3 separate regions of the Gasterosteus aculeatus genome follow, and all the other regions are linked to region 1. A link is a contact called in public Hi-C data. All regions are on one chromosome and are shown on one strand. The core of a region is the stretch at or near the end of the contact, and the rest is flanking DNA. Distances in the headings are between cores, read along the strand shown.

Evidence for each region. A called contact is a pair of places that touch in the nucleus more often than the background predicts.
Region 2: a contact with region 1 is called in a Hi-C map of tail fin, with 3 times the contacts expected there. The contact joins two enhancer-like sites. A contact is called at or near these places in 4 of 6 Hi-C or Micro-C datasets (liver, skeletal muscle and tail fin).
Region 3: a Hi-C map of whole body shows a contact between it and region 1, with 2.7 times the contacts expected there. The contact joins the promoter of nr3c2 here to the enhancer-like site in region 1. A contact is called at or near these places in 3 of 6 Hi-C or Micro-C datasets (liver, skeletal muscle and whole body).

The regions. Positions count from the first base shown.
Region 1 is chr9:17,008,333-17,012,535 of fGasAcu3.hap1.1, reverse strand. arhgap10 (Rho GTPase activating protein 10) reads right to left here. Exons shown (of 22, transcript XM_078109141.1): 8 at 3,607-3,736; 9 at 3,024-3,130; 10 at 2,783-2,877; 11 at 2,112-2,193; 12 at 1,865-1,907; 13 at 1,695-1,763; 14 at 1,168-1,242. Among protein-coding and RNA genes, the nearest start is that of arhgap10, 17 kb to the right of the region's middle. Within about 2 kb of position 2,110, at least 3 of the 9 cell types and tissues checked have open chromatin away from gene starts, as enhancers often do.
Region 2 is chr9:17,116,372-17,120,574 of fGasAcu3.hap1.1, reverse strand. No RefSeq gene overlaps it. Among protein-coding and RNA genes, the nearest start is that of dclk2a, 6.2 kb to the left of the region's middle. Within about 2 kb of position 2,429, at least 1 of the 9 cell types and tissues checked has open chromatin away from gene starts, as enhancers often do.
Region 3 is chr9:17,090,438-17,094,640 of fGasAcu3.hap1.1, reverse strand. It overlaps nr3c2 (nuclear receptor subfamily 3, group C, member 2), which reads left to right and starts at 2,353. Exons shown (of 9, transcript XM_040186775.2): 1 at 2,353-2,996.

The DNA.
Region 1 (4,203 bases), core at 861-3,360:
CAACCGTTTTATCGAGAGCTGACAAAAACATTAAAGAACCGGGCAGTTTTGTGTAATAAACCAAAGAACGGTGGCATTAGTATTCCTTTCCACCTGAAATGTAAAATGTATTGAGCAGATCTTTGGAAAATACCTTGAATTTGCCCCACTCTGCAATTATAGCCATGGAATCAAAATAGGCAAATCCCAACTGCACAAGGGACAGGTCGGGCAGAACGCACCGCTTATATTGTTGCCTGACATTGAAAGGTGGCCGCTATCTTTTTTTGGGCTTTGATGTGATGGAAGACTCGTTTTCTAGTACTCGGTATTCTCAGATTGGACCGTGGCCATGTCGGTGGGTGAGAGATGAAAAGGAGGAGGAGTGGGAGGATACGAAGACTTTCTTAAGGGTTTAAAGCTCGCTTCACCCACTCACTGTGAACTGCAGAAACGTTTTGTGTGCGGTGGTACTACCTCTGTCATTTCATAAGTTTTCTAGGCAGCTTAATGGAAATGTCTTTTTCCATTAAGTCTATCAGTGGACCAACATTTGCAGACGTTGAAGCCAGCAATGTCTGTATTTTTTCCTTGTTCATGACGATATGTGAAATGTCCAGAGCCCGCAGACAAATGCTTCTTTTACTACAATCAGGTCTTAAAGAAACTTCTTAAAATGCAGCAGCAGAGTGTTAATGGAGGCCACAGCATAAGTCGGCAGGTTGGGAGGCTGGAAGTTTTTGGAGAGGAAGCCGAGACAGGCTGCCAGTTGCCAGAGTTTGTTGTTATTCTGGACACAGAGCTGAAAGCCAGCTCGTGCCTGCCGGAGACGGCAGGAAACCAGAGTGCAGACGGGGAGCCACGACTGAAAGGGATTCAAGACCAGTGTGCGGCACAAAGGAAAGACGACTGATGACTTTGAGTGGAGGAGAGGCGGGTTTAGTGGTGCGTTAATGAAGCACAAGGCAAAAAACTGCGGCTGGGAGGGGTCCTCACTAGTTGTCTGGGGGAAATACAACAGACATGAAGTGAGTAAAAGATTTGAGAGACATGCTTCTGATGGGTCATGGGCTGATTGTAGGTCACTATCTTTTTAATATGGTTTTAACTTTTGTTCGGTTCTGACCAGCAAATTTCTAAGCAAAATGTATTTGAAGAACGGAAAGAAAATAATAGCATTGTACTTACCAATCATTAATGAGAGGAGCTTCTGGACCTTGGAGCTCACCCCAACAACTCTGTACAGGCCTTGGTCATTAATACCTGAAAGCAATCAGGAAACTTTATTACTGATCTTAATATTTTAAAGTGCTTTACAAGGAAAAGAACACAGAAACCACACAATAAATGAGAGGACCAAAACAAGAATAAGAACAGAAACGTACATATATAGTGTTGTCTATACATCAGATACATGAATAAATTACTGCAATTTAACAGTTTAGTATGGTAGATAAACCATTGCAGAAATAAATGTTGAGGGGGAACAGAACAAAATGAAAATGAAATTAATAAGAACGTAAGTGCTGCAAAATGAAAAGCATTATTCATAGACTATTCCTTCAGTATGTACTGCCTGCAGTAGCTTCCAGTCAGACTTTGGTACCAATATTGGAGCAAGTCTGCCCCCTTGTGTAGAGATGACAATAGTGCTCCTACGTTACCATTTACCAAATGTCATGTTAAATAAATGACCTTACTTATGCAAGGCTCACCTCTTGTCTCTATGGCGCTGATGGCGTTCTTCATAAAACTCAAACCGACATTATTCAGCTGAGCATCAACTGCAGAGATCAAAATAAATCATAAAAAAGGGGTCATGCATTGCGCTCATGAAAGTTTATGATATTCTTTTACAGATACAAAGTCTCCAAAGAATGCTTACTGCCTCTTTCTTTAGAATACGTCCTCCCGAGATAAGGTCCAGACTAGAGGAAAAATAAAAAAAACCTTTATGGCTTAACAAAGTATACTTGGACATCGTGATGCACAGTAAAGTGCAGGTATGTGGCAGCACAACACAAAAAGAAAGGTTTCCTCAAAAAGATGGCAGTTAAACAGCATACAGTGGAGCTACATGACTCAAGTGTGAGTAACACGAAAACACAACACGGTGCAGGCGGCTGACTCACAGCTTCCTTCCCATCCATGGCCTGCATCCAGAACTTGTGGTCATCCTCTGACATAGCCTGTACTGTCAGCACCGTGCCAGGGCTGGAAGAGAGCCACACCACATCAGCGTTAGAGGTACAGACAGCAGGGAACTGCTCTGTGTCATTAGAAAGCACCAAAAGGAGCAAAATATTTGACACAAAAAAATCACCTCGGTTTGGCAATTACTAAAAATATGAGACCTATCAGTTGTCCATGCGGATACATGGAACATACCATCACGTGGGACCAGATAGATATCAAGCTACTCATCCCCATCAGCTGGATGTGTGGAGACTCAAATGACCATGTTAAATCTGGGCTATTGCTCTTCTATTAATACTACAGGAAAAAAAGGGTAGGGCAGAGTTCAGTTGAGTGACAAAATGAGATATCCATAACAGCACGGCACAGAGGGGTGCGACAAATTACCCTAATTAAGTGTGTGAGGATAGCCCCCCCGACATAAATCCTGCTGTCCTGCCCTCAGCAATACAGAACACAGAGCAGAAAGCTGACCTAGTTGTGTGAAGCTGTAGTCTTTAGCAAGGCTGTTAATGTGGAATGCCACAGTGGATAATCGATGCGTGTCTGTAATATAAAATATATATCATTAGTGTGTTAACAGAAGAGGTGTTAGGCAAAGACGTACCGATCCGTAATTTCAAGTTCTAAGCAGAACCTCCTGTCCAACACGTCTAGCGTCTTGCGGAGACAGGATTTGAGCGTGACGGATTCTGTCTCCCCCTGAAAAAGAGAGAAAGTCCTTACTGTACGGAGCAAAATGAATTACAACAGATAGCGTGTCATTCCAGAGTGAGATGACGTAGTGCACAAAGTTGTTTGGATTTCAGAAATCTGGCGAGGCATCAACGTGTCGTAGGACAACTCACTATCTTGCCACCGGATCTGTGGTCAAAGGTCACCATGTGAAGAATCTTCTGCTTTGTGACATACGTGCTGTAGCGCTTGACCCAACTTGAGCCGAAGGGAGGCGGCCCTGGAAAAACAAGCGCGTGACACAGACATTCAACGCGGTTTGCGTAGCAACCATCCGTCCATACACAGCAGTATCAGGGCAGACATCCAGAGTGATGTGTGACAGCAAGTAGACAAGAATTATAACCGGTTCACTCAAGTCTGTAAGTCAGCGTTTAGTACCAAGTGCGTCACATTGCACTTCTATTGCTGCTGCGGCTACTTAAAAATGGATTTGAAACATCCATGTATTTTTCCCATTATAGGGATGCAGAGAATTACTTCACTGCCACACAACCCTTTAGATAGAATCACTGACAACCCACAGTGGGCACAGGAAACCTTTAAATCGTAAATACCACCACTTCTATAAGTGTTTTAAAAAAAGCAGTAAAAGACACTTTCTGATTATGAAATTGGAGTATGTTTATGTGCGTGTTAAAAATGGGTATAATAGGACACCCCCGAATAAAACAACATTTGAGATATACATCTTACGTTTTTCTTGTACATAGAGGTAACCTTCACAACTGATGGGGCTGGTCTGTCTGTATTCTTGAGGGGCCTCCCTTATCCTCTTCATTAGATCGTACACCTCTGACCGCGCGCCCTCAAAACGACTCCTTGTCTGGTGGGAGGGGGAGGAGGGTGGGGGGTAAACACAGGCTCCAGGAAGTCACTTCCTGATGCTCAGTGATTAGGCAGAGAGACCTTCCTAACAAGAGGTCACAACAACTCAAATCTCCAGGGTTGTCCTTGGAAACGCCGTTATCGCCATGACAAGAGTTTTATAGCATTTATTGCCAAAATATGTTGGACATACAAGATATTTGACATGCAGAAATTGACAACATAACAATGTGCATAACTATGGACAGTAAGACAACGGACACTGCAGGAAAATTTACATCTTGATTTAAATCTACACTATAAAATAGAAGAATATAAACAAGAGGAATAAAAAATAAAGTGCACAGGCAGTGCACAACAGATGACCATACTCCAATGTAATCCAAAACAAAGAATGAAACCGAAAAAATACCAAATCAAGACAACATATTGGCCTGGAGGAAACCAAAGTTCCGTGATGCTGTT
Region 2 (4,203 bases), core at 1,180-3,679, 110 kb before region 1:
CTGTGTTTTTTTTGCAATCGATTTTAAAGTGGTGCAGTGAGTGTAATGATGTGCAAACCCCAAAGCACCTTCTTTTCCGTCGACACCGAGAGCTCTATTTAGTGCCATACTTTCCATTCGTTGACCTCAATATAATATACATGTGGGCGAGGAGCTAAGGGGAATAGAAATAAAAACAACAACAGCGGAGAAGAGGAAGCTTTTTGTTGTTTTCAGACAGTGCAGCAGGGAGACGGTGGATGGGGAGAGATGATTCCGTGAGGCGAGGACGACGATGAGGTATTTCGTGAAGAGATGAGTTTTCAGACTCCGAAGGAAAGTGGGGAACAACTGGAGGGGAAGAATAATCTCTCCACCATCAGGGGAAAAAGCAGAATGGAGCGCGGTGGAGCTTGAATAGGGGGCGATAAGCCCACCGCAGGGAAAGAGCAAGTTGAATGACAAATTAAAAACAGGCCACTTTATTTACGTCAGTGACTTATTTTGCCATTAATTTAAAACATCAAGGCATGTATCACATGTGTCTATGTGCACCTTTCGACCCGGAAACAAACCTCTCTCGTATGAATGTTCGCGTATAATCTGCAAGTCATGTCCAGAGACAACTCCCCCTAACCCCCCACTCCCCCCCTTTCAAAAAAAGCAGACACTGGTAATCCGTCAGAGCTGGTATTGGTCGACTACAGTTGAAGAGGTCACAGCTAATGGAGGCTGACGCGCGTCGGGTCGAGGCATTTCCTCGGGCCCGATGGCATCCGAGACATCGTGCTCCTGACCTTGAAATCACCGACCCCGTGGCACCAAAAAGTAACATGCACACCCGCCCCTCAAAGGCACATGTAACATACATGCTGTCACTTACCGCTTACCGTAAAGGAGTGCCCATGATTATGCCAATGGGAGGGGGTACCGATATCCACGCTAAACATGTGATTGGTGTAGTGAGCTTAGAGCGTGACTGATCATTAAAATAATGGTTTGAATGACTTGTTTTTATTTATTTAAGTGAATAATTAGGCCGATTTAGATCAAATGTAGCGTAAAAAGTAGCTTTGTTGGCAATGGACCGCTAATAGAAAGGTACCAAACTATCCCGTGTTCCTCTACACTGTATATTTGCCCGTGTGGAGAGGACTGTGTTTTCACATGTGGATGACTCAAATATTAACTGCGTTCTCACCACCTTCTAGACAACGACTACCAAATGTGAACTATGATGCACAGCTACACCGGTCACTGCATGTTCACCACGGATCTGGCATGAAATTGACAGAGATGTGTCAGAAATCAGCGCTGTGAGCAGTTGGGCATTGACGGCCGTCTTTCACTGTGAATAACAACCACGGCTCTGGCGAACGCGTCCACTCTCATCTAATCTTGACACAAACTCCTACAGACTCTGCGAGTTGATGCTCCCGTGGTTGGTGTCTGCTGTTGAATTCACTGGACTAGAGGCTGCCGGTAGTCCTCGTAGTAGCTGTCGATGGGTGAATCGTCACAATGATGATCTTTAAGGTCCAGTCAGCGAGCGGTGTGAGGTGGCTGTGATCCCACATCATCTGTGCGTCAAGGTTTTTAAAAGGGAGAAGCCGGTTTTCTGATATGATCCTCCATACATCATACTCTCAATACATAAATGGTAAGACTTTACTTTAAAGACTATTTATTTATGTGCACAAAATATACAAACATGTACTACATAATTTATGACACACTCCATTTCAGTTGTAAGCAGATAATGGAAACTACCTTTGGAGGTTGATGTGTAATTCAGATGATGGATGACAAAATCATAAGATCCAACAGGAATGAACACCTATATGTGGTTTATATCACCACACCTAGACTTAAGTGTGTAATAAATACATTGTAAAGTGTTTATATCGTTTTTAGAAATTATACATATATGTAGTTATGAAATAAACATAACGAAGGCAAAGAAAACCTCTCTAAACAGCTTCCCCTTTACCAGAAGCACCCGACCACCCTAATCCCTAACAGACACATGCCACATGCGACTATGGAATGGACACACTACACACCTTTTGCCTGTATGGAAGAGAAAAAAAAGTACACATGGTTTAGAAATTGTATGCAGTTTAGCAAGGCAAGCTTAAAGGTAAAAAAAACCCCCACTACCGTAATAAAACAGCAATAATCTCCCATAACATTGTATATGATTAACTTTAGTTATTCTGCAATATCCCCCCAGTGATTAGCAAACCTGCATTATAGTAGAGCAATGCTTGTGTCTGGGAGGAATAACATGCAGAGCAAAGTACATTTCCTTTGCCGACTGATGCGTGTATGTTAAAACCCACACGTATGCATCGCTGCAATAACGCAGCACGCAAGAAGCAGAATCAATAGATGGCACTGTTTCCCAGGCCTTGGCCCTCTACTTCAGTCAGTACCCTCTCTCTCCTCGCTTTCCCTCCCGGGAGCCTACGGTTGTTCTGTCTAGATCCCACTTCACAGAAATGTTGAAGTAACTCTCGGTACCTGGAGCCTTTGGAAGCACAATTCTCCAGGGAATCCAGCACAGTTGCTCTTACTGTATCACAATATAGCTGCAGAGAACTGTTGTGATGGGACAGAGGGTTTGGTCACAATACGAGAACTCAATGCAAGCTCAGCGGCAGGTATGTCTGCAGTTATATGTGGGATTTTGTATTTCGGGGATAAGAAATATGAAAACCGCTTTCAACGCATGCGTCGACATTAATGTAAACATATACACCTGTATAGCGTAGTTATATACACTGATATTTTTTTCGTCATTACTTTACTTACTATACAATACCTTAACCCAAACCATAACTGCTTTAGCTTTAATCTTTGTTTGATTTTTGCATTCGTTAATTTGGCTTTTATATAAATAGTAATTTATTGACATAGTTCAACAACATACAGTTGTAACTCATTTTCAACATCAGAAAAATATGAAAACAAAAGCAGTGGTGCCCTGCTGTTATGCATTATTTCTGATCTGCATCACGAGGAATGTAAACCAAGCAAGAATTCCCTGTGCAGATAATAAGGCAGACTTCTCATCATTGGATTCCCTCAAACGTAAGCTGGACAGTCATATTTTTTTGTAATAATAGAGAAATAGATGAGTGGGAGGTTGTCTGTTCATATTTCGAGGTGCCCGTAAATCAAAGCGGATCAATCAGCGGATCACTCAGCGGCCACAACGTCTTGACAAAGAGATTAACTGAGTTTTGACTGATTTGAATAAATAGTTTCCAAGGCTGTTTTTAATGTTTGTTTTACTTCTCACAGAGGTTACAGAGAAAAGCAGCATTGCCGTTGGCTTGGACTACTTTAGAGTGCTACGTTGGCAAAATATGGTCCTTACAAGCAAAAGTCAATTTCAACTATTGTTTTATATATATTGTATAAGTATGTGCATTCTATTGATCTTTGTCGTTGTCACATGTATTAAAGGTCTTTTGACGTGTGTGTTATTCAAGGCCTCTATTAAATATTGTATTCTGCCTTTCTGCAACGTCGACCTACCTGCATGTGAATGACTGTTGCAAAGATGCCTGGCTTCAAACTTACAGTAAGCAATAACATTGATTAGCGAGCTGCGTGGTTCTGTTTGATTAATAACAACACGGATCACTGAATGTGAAAGCGTGGGGAGAGAGTAAGAGTGAAGCTCGACGTGATACCAGGTGAAACGGGTTTGGACTCATGCTATTCTCCCTGGAAGCTTAGAGCTCACCAGCTGCTTTTCTTTCGGGGGTTTTCTGTGCACAAACACAGCGTGTGTTCAGCATCCTTTTGTTCCTCGCCGCTTTCTCGTATGAGAGCAATAACTGGGTCTTCAAGCAGCGCTTGGTCTACATGTGGCTACCTTCTTCGCCTTCAAGTTACACCTGGAACCGTGAAACAACCACAGTGGTTGCTAGGTAACGGGTCTCCTCGCGGCCTCTGCTGTGAGCTTCCGGGGAACCGGGGAGCTTTGCTCACTGAATCAGTCCCTACACCTACTGTATTGTAGGAAATGTGTGTGTGTGTCCATGGATAATAAAGTAAAAGGCTTCCTTTCAGGGTGCCACTATTGTGCCTGTTGGCTTATTGTCACAGCTCCCTTTAAGATAAACCTGTTATTTTCATACTTTTGAATTCATATTAAATGAAACAACAGTAAAACAGTTTCCTATTTACATACCTAGCATTCAAAAGTTAAGT
Region 3 (4,203 bases), core at 1,104-3,603, 82 kb before region 1:
GTTGTTGTATTTTCCTGATCTGGTGTGTGCATTTTCACACTGAAGGATTCTGTTATTGATTAAACCCCAGATTGAATTAATTATATTCTTACAAACTGGTTGTGTTACTTGACTTTGCATATATTCGATTGACCTTACACCAGTAATATTATATTTATTGTATTCCATGTTTCACTAGTTTCTTAAGTTCAACAGGTGGAATCTGCGGTATTACCCAGGTTAATATTTAGATGCATTACTATTTTGAAAATAATATTCATTATCGCAAAAGAGATTTTGATCTCTTTTACATTTGCTGCCTGCCATCCCTGCAAACGACTTATGAGTGCAGGAGTTAACATTTTCTATAGCCAGTTCAGATGTCAAATCATGCTAGTTGCTATAGCAACCCTCGTTAAAATTCAATATATACCATATGTGACCTTCATGGTGAAGAGTACCACCATCCAGTCTGTGTGCTAGAGATATTAGCATATATCTGCCGTACAAAAGTCCTTTGGACACACAGAATGAGACCAGTTTTCATATAATGCTCGATGACTAGAACATGCTTCACTGCAGCAAATAAACCCATTTTATAGTGATCATCACACGGATAAGCGCAAATGCAGACCCTTGGTCAGTGGCGCTCCACCTTTGATACCGAGTCCGCCTTGAGAGGGAAGCGTGACCGAGGGAGGATGATGGCGACAGACTTCTTCCCTGATTAAAGCGACCTCTAATTACCACACACACACACAACGCGGACGGGGTCCTCTGCTGAGTTGACGAGTGTTTTATTTCATAGTTAACGTGCTCCAATTCACCTGTCCCCGAGAGGCGCAGCATGCACCTCTCTGTTTTGCCTTTGGCCTGGAAGTGGAAGAGTGGAAGCCTGCTCCTAATCATTGCAATCACTCATCCAAAAAAGGACCTCCCTCCCTAAAAACAAAGCTATTTTTAGGTCCTATGCGCTGGTCTGATTATCATTGATTTGACTAAAACGATGGTCCTTGAAAGCTCAGTGGGCTCAATGGAGCTGCCTCAAATTTTTACCAATGATGGAGGCAATTATTGCTGATTTCATGTCGGCCGTGTTCCGCTGTCAGTCTGCAATTTCATGCGTCTCTGCCACTGGGGAAAATCTGTGATGCAAGGCTAAATTAGATTTGCTCATGATGTGTTTGACTGGCACCCATTATGTGCAATGGACAAATGGGAGCTGCGTGGAAAGGGGGGGGGGTAACATTGGTTATATCTCAATTCTCCTGTTTTTTTTCTTCTAAAAGCTGGTGATTAACAGGCAGATCAGGAAGGTAGGCAGTGTTGCTTGGATGGCTTTGACTAATCTAACTACCGCTGCCTCGCTTTATTAACGGCCGCTACAGGCCGGCTTTGCAGACCCCACATATGCAATAAATAGAAAACGTTTCAAACAACCAGATAGAGCTCCAGTGTCACAGCATAAACCCCACATGCACGGCGTTATGCAGCGACAGAAAGTGACTCGGCAAACAACTCCAGAGATTTAATCAGAAATATCGGCTGCGGCTGAAGTTAAAGGAGTCCACCCTGAAATCTTCAATGCCGTGAAATATCGGTAAAGCATAACATAAAAAACAGTCGGGATTGATAAGTGATGGAGTCACTGATATGCAGTGGTTACTGATTCCAATGGGTGCATTGTTCAAAATTTGAACAACACACTATATTGCTTCAGTTGTGAAAACTGAATTGAAAAGCTCTACCGACATGTACTGTAACCACTTCCTTCTTATGTCGCAGCCCCCTTCACACATTTGTCAACACGTCAACTTTTTTATGATGCATCGTTCAGCAGCCAGGGCAACTGCAGTTTAAATACTAGACGTGGGGAAACAAGCAATTGCACCATAGTTTTGAGAAATAGGGTGATATATCTTAACATCTCAATAGACCTGCTCTTCCAACAGCCATAGAAATATTGCTCCACCTAGTGGAGGCAGCCGCTGTGATTACAGAGAAGCATCCGAGCCATTCGAACCCTCGTTTCTCTGTGACAATATTACTGGCTCTTCTATACCCAAACATCCACGTGAAGTATAAAAGCGGGGCCGAGAGCTCTTTTTCCCAATCTATCTTTGTCAGCGTACGTGCACAAGCCTCGCGCGATGGACCGTTTTTTTTTTTTTTTTCCAGAGGTGGCACTTTGAAACAAGAAGATAAAACAACTACATTACAAAGCGCGGTGAGCGGAAGAATACGGATCATTTAACAATACCGACGGATGCACCGAGCAAACTTGCAGAAGAGGGGCGGGGGCGGCGGGGAGGGGGAGGGGTGTAAAAAAGAAAAAAAAGAAAAAAAGAAAACATTGCCTCCCGCGGTTGTCCTGAGACTTTTATCCCAGACAGCACTGCGCTGAACGCGGTGCCCTATTTCCAGGCGGCTCCGTCTACCTGCGCCGCGGCCCCGCCCCTTTTCGGCTGCCCTCCTCGGAGTGCGCGTTGCACTCGTTGCAGTAGGAGGGTCCATGTGCGCAGAATGACGGCTCTCTGACTTCCAAGTCAAACCGACTCCTCCGTTTTGTTTTTTTTATTACTGTTTTTTTTTTTTCCTCCCCTTTTTTTTCTTCAAATCTCGGGCCCAGCATCGCTTAAAAAAAACAAAAAAAAATAGTTGCGGCCATAATGTGAGATCATCTCGCTGGTGTCGTCCGACCCACCCACCTCCTCCCCTCCTCCCCTCCTCCTCCTCCGTTCAGTCCTGTCAGGGAGCAGCGGCTCGCTGTGGAGGATTACTAGTGATAATACGCAGTAGACTTCACCGGTGTGTCTGCCTGTCAAAACTACCAAACTATGGTTCCGACAGAGTAGACGCGGCACGTTTCGTTGCGTGTGTTTATAGTGACTTTGCCTTGGCGTGTCTTTTCGCTGTTCTTTTTATTTTATTTTATTTTTTATTTTCTGCGTGGTCCTTTTTGGATTATCGCTGCCCAGCAACACGGCCACCTGACAACTCCGAATGTCGTAATCAAGGTAAGGAAGGACGCAGCTCGGTGTCTGACTGCACATCTTTTATCTTTTATTTTATATTATTGTTATGATATATGCGCCGGGCGTGAGGTTGAGAATGAAAGAAAGCTCCTCGCTGCTTGTGTGTCGGGTAACACTCGCATCCGCGGTCCATTTGCTGCGCAGGGGGAGACGTCTGATAACTTCGCGCCGGGACCGTTAGCTCCGCGTCCGGGGCTCCTTTTTTTTTATAAAAGTCGCCAATAAGTTTGTGGACAATTCAAGTAAGCGCAATTATTTCAATAAAAGATGTTACGCGTCTGTGAGCGTGTTATCGGAACATGGGCGCAGGACGTTTAGTGTGATGTCAAATTATTACCAACAAATAATTTATATTTTATTCTTTGTGCACTTGGTTTCTATTTACAGCCCAAAAAGTTGTCAACGAAACGACTTTAATACCAACTTCAAAAGCTACAATACGGCAAAACTCGGTATTTGGTACTTAGTATTTAACCTGCGCAAACGCAAAATGGAGAGACACGCAGAGAGTTGCATGTCCTACAGAGACAGGAACATCACGGCTGGAACAAATGGGAGGAATTAGCTCTCTGACATTTTTCTTTCTTATTTTTTTAAATTTTATTCACGGACCTGCACACAATGTGCATATGGGACATTTAGCAGGCAGCCTGATTTAACTTTTACTCAGATGCGATGGCTGCTCCACAACTGTGAGCCCGTCACAGAGCTGGCAACCCCCTGAAAAGGGGAATATTATAAGGGAATATAGCACCTAAAGCAACGCCTCATATCTGCAACCTGCTGCTCCCTCAAGTTTCTAATGGTTTGCCAGCGTTTGCTGTCGCAAATGTTGCACACGACGGAGCTTCTTCTGCTGCTGAGGCAACACCTGAAGTTATGTCGCAGCTATGTTGTGGCTGCAGGATCAGTAACTATTGAGTGACAGCTTTCCGAACCAACCCGTGAAGGGGCCCGATGACGCTGGCGTCCAATAGAGGCGCAGCCGAGGTGGGCGTTTAAAGGAACGGCACGGGCTACGTCACGTGGGCACATTAACCCTTCGCGGGGTGGGTCCTTGTTAAGTTATCAGACTGCACCTCCCCTGTGGTGCGGTGATGAGGAGGTGTGAAAGTTGCTTTGGTCTTTTTCGGATTTTCTTCTAAATCCTATGTGGATTTTTTTTTGTAGATAGAATAATTGTAATAAT